Linked DNA regions of Mus musculus: all the other regions are linked to region 4. The links are chromatin contacts, called in public Hi-C and promoter capture Hi-C maps. All regions are on one chromosome and are shown on one strand. The core of a region is the stretch at or near the end of the contact, and the rest is flanking DNA. Distances in the headings are between cores, read along the strand shown.

The links. Promoter capture Hi-C pulls out the DNA fragments that hold promoters and counts their contacts. A called contact is a pair of places that touch in the nucleus more often than the background predicts.
Region 1: a promoter capture Hi-C map of liver shows a contact between it and region 4, with 3 times the contacts expected there. The contact joins the promoter of Ndufa6 here to the enhancer-like site in region 4. A contact is called at or near these places in 3 of 39 promoter capture datasets (embryonic stem cells and liver) and 7 of 115 datasets of contacts at active chromatin or transcription factors (differentiating embryonic stem cells, embryonic stem cells, hepatocytes and 1 more).
Region 2: a contact with region 4 is called in a Hi-C map of liver, with 2.3 times the contacts expected there. The contact joins the promoter of Cyp2d22 here to the enhancer-like site in region 4. A contact is called at or near these places in 4 of 39 promoter capture datasets (embryonic stem cells, hippocampal neurons, liver and 1 more), 1 of 484 Hi-C or Micro-C datasets (liver), 1 of 115 datasets of contacts at active chromatin or transcription factors (embryonic stem cells) and 1 of 9 other capture datasets (adipose tissue).
Region 3: a Hi-C map of liver shows a contact between it and region 4, with 2.9 times the contacts expected there. The contact joins two enhancer-like sites. A contact is called at or near these places in 2 of 484 Hi-C or Micro-C datasets (both in liver), 1 of 115 datasets of contacts at active chromatin or transcription factors (embryonic stem cells) and 2 of 9 other capture datasets (embryonic stem cells and pancreatic islet).

The regions. Positions count from the first base shown.
Region 1 is chr15:82,352,864-82,355,712 of GRCm38.p6, forward strand. It overlaps Ndufa6 (NADH:ubiquinone oxidoreductase subunit A6), which reads right to left and starts at 1,428. Exons shown (of 3, transcript NM_025987.3): 1 at 1,218-1,428. The coding sequence starts at 1,365.
Region 2 is chr15:82,379,000-82,381,789 of GRCm38.p6, forward strand. Cyp2d22 (cytochrome P450, family 2, subfamily d, polypeptide 22) reads right to left here and starts at 1,261. Exons shown (of 10, transcript NM_019823.4): 1 at 1,079-1,261.
Region 3 is chr15:82,421,599-82,424,593 of GRCm38.p6, forward strand. It overlaps the pseudogene Gm19267. Among named protein-coding and RNA genes, the nearest start is that of Cyp2d10, 16 kb to the left of the region's middle. Within about 2 kb of position 1,518, at least 3 of the 459 cell types and tissues checked have an H3K27ac peak or open chromatin away from gene starts, as enhancers often do. A contact at or near this core is called in liver, where this site is marked.
Region 4 is chr15:82,571,752-82,574,621 of GRCm38.p6, forward strand. No RefSeq gene overlaps it. Among named protein-coding and RNA genes, the nearest start is that of Cyp2d12, 18 kb to the left of the region's middle. Within about 2 kb of position 1,255, at least 2 of the 459 cell types and tissues checked have an H3K27ac peak or open chromatin away from gene starts, as enhancers often do. A contact at or near this core is called in liver, where this site is marked.

The DNA of each region.
Region 1 (2,849 bases), core at 178-2,677, 220 kb before region 4:
CACTAGGCTAGGTTCTGAGAGAGCTGTCACCAAGGTCAGTGCGCACACAGGGATTTCAGGAAAGAACTGTACAATGACAAACTGAGACAAGTTTAAGTTGAGACAGAACCCGTCACTCAGAATCTTAGTATTTGTGAAGCATCAGGCCCAGAGACTGAAGGGTGCAGTATTATAACTACTGTCAGGTAAACTCCAGCCTGAGGTGGGCATGGTTTTTTTGTTTTGTTTTTTCTCCAGTCTGTGTTCTAATAACTAAGAGGAATCTTCTCCCATCAGTGCCTCCCCCGAGTTTTATATCAGTTACTTAAGTAACCTATTTAATACAGTAACTCCCGGAAGAAGACAGTATTATGGCCATTTCACAGATGAGCAAATACCGGTGAAAAATCTTACCCAAGGTCACACAGCTAATAAAGGTCGAAACTGAGGACAGTGTGGCTGCCTCTCAAGCAGTGCTGAGGCGTGCTGTGGAGCTGTTGTTACTCATTGGAAAACGCCTTTCCCCTCAGATCAGCTCAAGTTAAATACATGTCTACTCAACAACAAAAGATGTCCCTGACATATGTAGGACATTTGAACTCTCGCTAACCCCCTTTTAAAATCCACTACAGTGGCAGCATTGAGGGAGACAACCAAGATTGCAGATTCACACTCGCCACTCAGGTGAACAGACTAGATTCTCCCACCTACGGGAAAAGGCGTGTTTTGCAGCAGAAGGGGGTTAGACTTCAAAATTCTGGGGCAAGCTGATCTAGTGAGCAAAGCTGGGGAGCTCTGAGGGGCCATTTCGTCTGGAGGCTTCAAAGGGCAGCAGGCAGCTACTGGGTGACCTTCGTCAAGTCGTTTCCCTCTCGTGATGCAGTTTGTTCTCCAGACTAAGTAACAGATAACTGCTAAAGCCCTTCGCCACTTTAGTTACAAAATCGAATGGGCATCTAGAACCTTCTCTGGAACTGTAAAGCTGGGTTCAAGAAGCACCCGGGGCTAGCTCAGGACCGCGGACGCCCCTCCCAGGGGCTCCATAAGAAATAAGGAACAAAGGCCACCAAAGCAACTGGGGCGCTCGGAAGCCCTGTCCCGGTGTGGGGCACTCTGGCTCGGGTGACCCCCTTCCCCCGAAGCCCAGGGCTCGTTTCTGTCCCACTACGTGACCTCAGCTCGGCCGAGAGACCTTGGGCAGGTGCCTCCGGCGCCCCGAATGCACCCCTGCCTCTCACCGGTGTTCGGCACCTCCCGATACCAAGCGCGGTAGAGCTCGCGCACCCTCCGCTTGGCCTCGTTCAGGTCGCGACTGAAAATGGGCTTCACCGAGGTACTGGCTGCCGCAGCAGCAGCTTGGCGCAGGCCGGTGGCCGCGGCCGCCATCTTGCCGAGGAAGCCCCGCCCCTTCAGCGTGCGCACGCGCGGTGCCACGGGACTCGCTGCCGTGCCTCCTGCAGTGCAGAGGGAAGGACTGACTGGACTAGGGCTCTCTGATTGGCTGGAAGCCTCGGGCTCTGCAATGCGCATGCTCTACCGCGGAAACACCGATCCGGGGTTGGCTCGTTCAACGGCGGCGCTGAGGAACCACCAGGAGGCGCAGCGTCGAGGCTTCAGGCAGCGGTGAGGCGCTCTGTCTGCTCTTACCAAAAGTTTGTTCCTTCAGCCAGGCGCCGTGGTTGGCAGGCTCGGAGGAGAAGACCTCGGGCATAGATAACGGTGCCAGGCGGCAATGGCAGTCTTTCCGCAGCAACAGTGCGTACTGCTGAGCATATTGTGTATGTGCTTCCGGAAAACCGTTTTCTTGTAGACATGGTGTCGATCGCAAAAGCGCCTCTGGCTTGAGCTTTTTGGCGTTTCTCAGCCCCGTTTGTTTACTTACTTCATGCCATTGTTTTGAGTTGTCGTCTCACTGCGCCTGGCCTGGAACTCACTTACGTAGACCAGCCAGGCTGGCCTCAGAGCTTGCAGTGATTTCTCTGCCTCTGCAGGTTTGTGCCCACAGCACTTGCGGTTGCCTTTTTGTAAATAAATGTGTGTGGGTGTTTTGGATGTTTGTATAGGTGTGCGCCACGTGTGCTTTTTGGAGTCCATGGAGGCCAAAAGAAGGCTATGGATTCCTCTGGGACCGACGGTTATGATTTGCTTTGTGGAGCTGGGAATTGAGCCCAGGTCCTTTGGCAGAGCAGTTAGAGTGCTTAAGCACTCACTGAGGCATCTCTCCAGCCCCGCAGTTACATTTGACCTTGCACTCCACATTTCCCCTGCTTCAGTCTCCTTAGTGCTACTTCACCTAGCCTAATCATTTCCATTTTAGACTAGGGATTTTACATCCCAAACCATGGAAGCTATATCTACCTCTGTATCTAATCTATATCTATACTCTATGGTATATATCTATATATATTCGCTGCTATATAAATAAAAGCTGAAGAATTGCTGCCTAACGACATTCTAATATAGTAAGTGCACCATGCTTTTATGGATATTTTTGTGGTGATTTGAACAAACAGTACTTCCAGTCAAAGTACAATGCACACAGATATGCTCAGCACACAGCATTTAAACTCTCATGGAGGAGAGCATGGCAGCAGGCAGGCATGAGTGGCCTTGAAGCAGCAGCTGAGGTCTTACAATAGAGAAAGACTGGGCCGGCCTCTAGTCACTTCTAGTGACACATCTTCAACAAGGGCCACATACTCCAACAAGGCCACACCTCCTAGTCCTTCCCAAAACAGTTCCACTAACTAGGGACCTAGCATTCAAACACATGAACTTATGGGGCCCAAACCACCACATTATTGATTTTTGTTTTTTTCTTTTATTCTCTCCCCTCCTTTTTGAAACCTGGCTAACCTGGGACTTTCTTT
Region 2 (2,790 bases), core at 11-2,510, 190 kb before region 4:
ACCCACGAAACCAACAGCTGGGAAGGAAAGCAAATCTCTAGAATAGTCTGTTAGTTAACATAGGCAAGAACTGTAGGACACTTGGTGCGAGGAATGCTTGGCTGTTTACAGAGAGAATACTCCAGTGTCTGCTGCTGCCCTGACACCCACAAGAACTGGGTGGGCTGCTGGGTAGGGACAGCCATGATAGAGTACAAGGTATTAACTGTACATTCTAGTTGGTGATAGAAAAAAAAAGGGAATTTCTACACTGAACATACAAGGAATTTCACTCCCTTTTTTTCTATCCTTCCTTCCTTCCTTCCTTCCTTCCTTCCTTCCTTCCTTCCTTCCTGTTTTGAGACAGAGTCTCACTATGTAGCTTTGGCTGTTTTGGAACTCACTATGTAGACATGTAGACCAGACTGTCATAGAAACTCACAGAGATCCTCCTGCTCCTGCTTCCCATGTGCTGGGATTTTGTGCCCAGCTCAGTGTAGATTTTTTTTCCTAATTAAATGGGGGTGGATCCTCTAAGCCAATCACTGACAACAACATCCCAGTTCCAGGGGGTGCAGCAGAGTTTGTGAGGTCCAGGGTCCACTCACCGTCCCCACCCTCTTTTCCCCACCTTCGCTGAGCCCCAAAGGGCAAAAAGAGAGGTCTTCGGAGAGAGGTCTGGTTTGCTTAGGTACCGCCTGTCCCTGATAAGGCTAGAATGCACGCCAAAGGGCAGGTTATGCAAAGGTCCAGGGTCAGGCTCCACTCTGCTTACTATAGGACAGAGATTCTCAGCCCTGCGGCCTGGCTACAGGCGGGTTCCCAGGCTCTGTGTCTTAGGGGATGAGCCCTTCAAAACCTGCCCTCTATCAGACTCTAGGAGGTTCTAGCATCTTAGCCTCAGCTTGGGACAATGGAAAACAGTTTACTCGGAGGCCCTTGGAGGTTCCCCTCTGCCCACTCCAGCCCCGCCCAGGGGGAGGGACTGCTACGCTCCAGTGCCAAGGTAGCCCCAGCGCAGGGGTTGGGGTGGGGGCCCGCCTCGCACCCCTTGTACAGCGAATGGGCAGACCCGCAACCCTGCAACCCTTGCCTTTACCGGTGCGTTCTGAAACTCAGCCGAGGAGAGGCAAGAGGTGTCTGGAGCCTCGCAGGAACAGGAGGAGTAGGAGCTCGAGGAAAAAGGGCAACTCAGGAGGATTCACTCTGAGGTGGAGGGGGAGTTGTGAGGAGCAGCAACTCTGAAGAGGAGGGCACGTTCTGACGGGGAGGAGGAAGAGGAGGAGGCGGGAGAGGAATGGGGTTGGGGGGGGGGGGAGAAGAGGAGGCGGGGGAGGAGGGGAAGGAGGCGGAGCAACTCTGAGGAGGATGATACATTCTGGGGAGGAGGCTTCCACTCTGAGCATGAGGGGGACACTCTGAGGAGGCGGATCCACTCCCGGGAGGTGAGACCGATTTGAGGAGGAGGAGGAGGAGGAGGAGGAGGAGGAGGAGGAGGAGGAGGAGGAGGAGGAGGAGGAGGAGGAGGAGGGGGGGCCTTCCTGGGAGGAGGCACTGCAACGAGGAGGCGGGGCTCTGAGTAGGAGGCTTCAGCCCTGACAGGTCCAAGGTCAAAACCTTGCTATCTCCCCCAGCACCCAGAGAGCCCCCTGGGACTTAGCTTGTGCTCCCAGAGGGATTAGGGACCACAGTGAGCGACAGATGGTTCTTGTGGACACTGAAGACAGAGGGAACTGCAGTGAGAATGTAAAAAGCAGTCATTCATTCACCCTTTACACACACGGGGATCATGCTGAGATTAAGAGTTAATTTTTCATCAGTGACCACAGAGACCGGAAGACCACACACAGGATAACACACGCACATCCTGAAGAACATCATCCACATGTTCTTTGTTAAGAATAAAGAAATGTCCTTCGGGAATTAAGTAGTAAGCAGGTCATTTCCAGATAAATGTAGAAGGTCATTGGTGTCAGTGGACTTAGCATACAGGGCGCAGTAGAGGGAGTTCTCCATGCTGAAACGAAGTGATGCTAGCCAGTTAACTCACAGCCATAGAAGAAATGAGCACAGGGCGCAGTAACAACGCGGTAAAAGTGCTAGCGTGCTTCGGGTTGTAAGGCCTTTCTTTTTGTCTGTATGCCTGAAAACCGATGCATAGAACACCAGTTACAAGTCTGTCTTCATGAGTACAAAACATATAAACATGCTATCTGTGGCAAAGATAGTATAGCGGGGAAGGGTGAGAGACTAGACGAGATGTCCTGTGTCTGTATACTACAGAAGGTAACTTGTTATTCAAATAAGGTTTTTGTAAGTTTAAGGTGTTGTTTTATGCCTGGCAGCTCACTGGTCAGCTATCCTGGGATATGTAATGTGGCAGTAACAGCAAGGGAGACCCTGCCTTAACAAGGAGGGAGATGAGAACGGAATCCCAGATGTTGTCCTTTGACCTCTCTAGATGGCATCTCCCCCAACTCCATGTACACACCCTAACAATAAGTTTTAAAAGATGCTGATTTAATCCCCAAAGTAAATAATGGGAATCAAATAAAATAAAAAAAAATAAAACAAATAAAAAAAAATAATAAAACAGAGATGAAAGGAGGGTCAAAGAGGAACACTAAGATACCACTTACACAAGAAGGGCAAGGGGAGGGGAGGGGAAGAGGAAAGGAATGCAGAAATAAAAAGGAAACAGAAGAGGCGATGTATAGCTGTGACATGAACACTTGGATCAACAGTGACTTGGGGGGGGGGAAGGATTGGTTTCAGCTTACACTTCTAGGTCACAGTCCATCATAGGACAGT
Region 3 (2,995 bases), core at 268-2,767, 150 kb before region 4:
ACATGCTCTATGACCTTGTCAATTTCCTGTTGCATTCTTTCTGGAAGGACAGAATGACTTCAGCTAAGGAGCCCTAGGGGGTTTCCTTTGTCTCTCCACTACCTCTCTGATAAAGGCTGAGTCCATGGGAGATATATGGCCATCGTCCTTACTAGAGTCTGGCTTAAACTATTGCTGGGAGTTGCAAGTGTCCCAAGGAATCTTAAGGAGTGTGCCTCTACCCTCTTCCTCCTTTCATTCTAGCCCCAGTCAGGCTTACGCTGCACGTCCGGATTCAGGATTGTGAGTAGAAGGCCCCAGGTCAGAGTGACTGAACTCGCCACAATCCCAGTCCCAAACTGGTCAAGGACAACCAGAGATAGATTTGCATCATTGAAGCTACTCTCAAGGTTCCCCTTGGCCTAGGACACAGCAGGACAGCAGACTCTGTAGAGACTGGAATGCCCCATAATACCCTCCCAGTGACTTCAGGTGGTTACACTTCAGTGTCACTGGGTTAGTCACAGCACAATGGACACCACATCCCATAGTCTCTCACCTTCTCCCTCTCAGCCGAAAAGGCATCAGTCAGGGTACGAGGTAGCTGGTCAGGGTCCCAGGTCCCCTTGTGCTCAGTCACCAGCTTACCCACAATGGTGAGAAATGTCAATCACCCAGGGAAGACTTTGTCAGCCAACCCTGGGATGCTCAGGAGAATTTGGAATGTGTTCAGAACCTTTAACAGCCATAAAATATGCTTGGCTTTCCTGCTTCCTTTAATGAGCTGAGTAAATAAGATTTCTAGTAATAATATTCATTATTACTCCAATGTGTGTTGTGTATGCATGATGTGAGGAGAGCTATGGCCACAATAATGATGTTGAGGTTTGGGTTAAGCACACACAGTTAGTTCTCACCTTACTACATGGGTTGAGAAATGAAACTCAAGCACCATGCTTGCCAGGCAAGCTCCTTTACCCTCTGACCATTTCTCTGGCTCCTGTTGTGCATCCCCAGGTATGTTTGTGCAGGTGTGTGTGTGTGTGTGTGTGTGTGTGTGTGTGTGTGTGTGTGTGTGTCTGAGTGTCTTGCTCAGTGTTGTTCTCATATATCCTGGGAAAATGTTCTTAACAAGCTAAATCCCCAGCCTGATGATGCCTATTACCGTGGCATCTTATGTGTTAAGTTCATCAAAGGAATCACAGTAGATTTGACATCCCAGCTGTGACCTGGCAAGAGCCAGAAAACTGTCCTGGGCCCCCTTAGCATTTCATCACACATGAAAAAATTCTGGTTCCTTGACATGGGCAGTGCTGCCAGATAGGGACAGCAAAAAGAGATCCAAGCATCCATCCACAGCCCCTCTCTCCACTCAGTGCTGTGACTGACATGGTGCACTAGACTTTGCACCATGACTTGTCCTTGACAGCATCATACGGGACTTGATACTTGGCTGCTGCTTGCTCAAACTAGCCTGAACCCTGTTGTCACAACCAGATTTACCTCCTAAACTTTGATCCTCAAATCCTTTGCTCTAGAACGTTCCAGTGGATGTCAACAAAATTTGCTAAGCCTGTCTCCTGTTGGGGCTCAGATCCCTGTCTGACCTGTGGACTGACCTCCATTATGTGCTGCTACAGATATGATAACCTCAGTTACTAACCACCACTAAGTCATTCGCCTTGCACAGGCTGTGTGGCATGCTATGTAGGTCCACCTGCAGCAGGTTACGCTGCAAAGTCCATAGCACAGTGCCAGGTAGGTAGCAAGAAGTGCAGCACTTTTGCTGGTGCATCAGGTCCTGCAGTAATATGAAGATGACAGTCAATATGGCCACAGGCCACAAGCTAGTCCCAGTCAGCAGCTCCATAGCTGCCTCACTGCTGCCCAGGCTTCTTACAGACTAATGACAAACACTTAATATAACACCTAGGATCAGGAAGCCCCAAGCCTGGACACTGTCACCATATCAAAGAGTGCCAAGGTTGCCATTTGACCTCTGCTCCCAGCCACAATCCTGTTTTTGTTTGGCCAAGTGTTGGGAGGGGCCAGTGATGTTTAGTCTCTCCCAGGAGCTGATCATGCTTGCCTGAGCATGGTAGGTACACGACCAGTAGACCTCTCCTTCAAGATCGATGATCTGATTATTGTGTGCAAACAAACACCCTGTATGCTAAACTTGCAAAACTTTGGCGGGCTTGAGAACATTGCCTCACAGAGGAATGAGACCTAGTCCTTCATGGAGCACTTTGTTGGTAGGACATGAGGGATGACTGGCACCCAATTAATGGCTTCTGTGGGTGTGGGAGCAGTGGGAGGCTGTTTTCTGCAGTTGAGGGAAAGAGGCAGGAGCCACTATGGAGAGGGAATGGCAATAGGGGAAGAGAATTAGAGTAATGGTGGGTAAGTGAAGGCCAGTGAGTGAGGCAGCTGGAGCATGTGCCATCTTCATTACAGGTCTGTGCTCATCCAGTTGATCAGGTGGCAAGAAATACAACATGAGATTTCTCATACCCAGTCTATAGAAGCTGAAAATGGTCTGAGAATCTAGGGGTGCCACTAAGTTGGTTCAGGGACTTGTCACAATTTGGCCTCTGTCTCTTATTCACCCTTCATTTATTGGTCATTCATTCTCTCTTGTTAATAGTCTTCCACATGGGCATAGGTAAGGCAGATTTCTCTTCGGGCCAGAGGACTGTGGTCCATAGTGGTCCCCCTTTTCCATGGCACCAAGTTCTAAGACCACTCTAAGATGAAAGATAGTACTAAACTACAAAACATGGTGTAGGTTTTTCTGTGTTGGTGAAGGGAGTATACATGTGTCTTAGGATTTTACTGCTGTGAACAGACACCATGACCAAGGCAACTCATATAAGGAACAACATTTACTTGGGGCTGCCTTACTGGTTCAGAGGGTGTCTTAGGGTTTCTATTCCTGCACAAACATCATGACCAAGAAGCAGTTGGGGAGGAAAGGATTTATTCAGCTTACACTTCCACATTGCTGTTCATCACC
Region 4 (2,870 bases), core at 5-2,504:
AAAACGCAAAAGCATGCATAGAAGCAATCTTTAACAACTTATCTTTTGGGTAATGATTATCAATTTTATCTAAAAAAAAATTGCTATGCAATAGGCCAAATATCAAAATTCTGAAATAACCAATTTAATTGCTGTTTGGAACAATGAACAGACACTTCATCAGGTTTTTAAGACACTTTTTTTTTAAGACACATTTTTTGCTGTTGTTGTTTTTTTTTTTAAATACCTTCATGATTTTATCTTACAATTATTTATTAGCACCATAGCAGTGTTATAATAGGATGTTGAAACTTTACTTGGAGATGAAGAAAGATAATTTTACATTAATGTTCTGTTTTGCCAAAGAATTGCTGTGGGCACATTAAGTAACAATAACTAAAATAAGCAGCTAATATTTGATTACCATTGATTACAATTGATAACAATTAATTATAAAAGCTTTCTCTACTTTCTGCAAAGCCTTTTGTTTCTCACCAGTTAATTTGCATCTCCCTTGATAACATCCAACAAAGGCTTGAGTCACCTTAAGACCTTAAGGTGAGGTCTTAGCCAATTAACATCTCCTGGAAGCTTTTGAAAATAATTTGAAGTAAACAAATCATCTTTTCTTTCTTAAATTTTCTGTACACAATTTTTCTAGGATAACTAAGACCCTAAATGTTTAAATGATATTGCCTCTGAATCTTTTCTGGAGCAACAGCTACTCCCCAAAACTTTAAAGCTCATTGTGTGAGAGCAAAGATTTGAAGTAAACTTCCCTTCATTTGCTAATAAATTACTGTCCACTTAAGAAGCAATATACATTGAAAGATTCAAAGTCTTAGCTTCTTGTATTGAAGCAAAACTAGAAAAAATTATTATTATTATTATTATTTATATAACATAAGGCTATTAGCCATACCTAGAGGCAAAACTTTCCAATGATCACAAGCTCACTGGAAAGAGCTTTACAATGCAAAGGAAAAAACAACCTTCCAAATCTATAATAATTCTATATGGAGTAGGCAAGCCAGATTGTAATGCCTCTGTAAGTTCTACAGCCTCATTGACCTTTCATAAATCTAAAATTTAAACTTTATTTTGAACAACACCTGGATAGATCTGTAATAATGTTTTAGCTTTAAAAAAAATTATTCCCCAGAAGCAAGAAGAGGCAAGGTCCCAAGAACTTCCCTAGGCAGGGTTTGCAAAACAAAAGAAAAGCCACATAAGCCTCTCTGAGGCTCCTCTGAGCTTTTCATTAACTCAAATGTAAATATTTCTTAATCTGAGCATTGATTAATCTCTGCTTGAGTCCTGGTCCAAAGATTATTCCTCTTGCAGTGAGGACAGATTGCAGAATTTCTAAGTTTCTTTTGCAATCCATAACTTTTGGAAAGCAAAACCCAATTTTAAACAATTTATTTTCTTAAAAATCAATATCAGAAACATCACTTTCATGTTACCAAGTTTGGCTGCCAATTCGTATATATGAATGCATGACAGTGCAAACTTTAATGCTTTATTAAAGAGACATTGTTTTAAATCTTATCTCTTTTTTTTTTTAAATTTTTTTAAGATTTATTTATTATTTTATGTAAGTACACTGTAGCTGTCTTCAGACACACCAGAAGAGGGAGTCAGATCTTGTTACGGATGGTTGTGAGCCACCATGTGGTTGCTGGGATTTGAACTCTGGACCTTCGGAAGAGCAGTCGGGTGCTCTTACCCACTGAGCCATCTCACCAGCCCCTAAATCTTATCTCTTATAAGTCTAGTTTCTAGGATAAGAATCACATAAAATATTATCTCAATTTAGAAGTATCTCTAGAGGCCTAGTTTCCTGGGCTGGTTCATGCCACGTGCTGTTGTTTTAAAATGACTCCAGCCCTGAATTACCAGTTTTATGCTAACTTTCTTGTTACTAATGTTACACCTTTTCAATCATACCACATAACTTATAAGCTAATTCTTTATGACTAAGACAGGCAGAGCATATTTATACTTTTAAGACCAGTCAGAAACCAAATGAAGTGGCTACACAAATCTTATACATTTTGATGAATCAAAGAATTTTACTTTCTAGCTATAATTTCAAGATAAAAAGCACTTTGTCATTTGCTGAACCCAAAAATCAGAATTGCAGAGAATTTTCTAGAAAAAAACAACTATCAGCTTATTTGCCTTAGAACTAAGAAGTACAGACCCCTTTTTAAAAACAGTTTTTCAGCAGGAGCTATCCTGCTGTGTGTTACTCCTGGCTAAGATGTGGGGCAACCTTTTATCAGCCTCCACTGTGTAAACTGAGACTGAATCAAGAGATGGATAGTCAGCGGATAAAGTTTTAACCATTTTTTTTTTCTTTTCAACATGAAACATAGAACAGTCATTCAGAAAATGAAACAACAACAACAACAAAAAGACACGAATTGACACATGAACAGATTGGTGCACCAAACACAGACAATACAGAGAGGGTAGAGAACTTGATGTAACCAGAACTAATGGTATCTCCTATAAGGGCTAGAGAGTAAACAGGATGTCCCCCGATTTTCCTCTGTCTGTGGGAGAGCTCCAAAATCCATTTTACTTCTCTCTTTATCTCTCTCTCTCTCTCATGTCATATGTATATCTAGCATCTCCCTTTTAAAAACATTTTTTTACTCATTTTATTTATTTTATTTTTATTTTATTTTATTTTATTTTATTTTATTTTATTTTATTATTTTAAGCCCAACTCCTCTTGCCTGATGCATTTCTTGACTGTGGACAAATGCCTATTTAGAATTTTTCACTCCCAGCCTTCAAAGGATGACATCTGTAGCACTAATATTAATGCTGTATGTTGCTTACTATGCAGGGATACATCTTCTTACTTTTCTCGTGGAGCT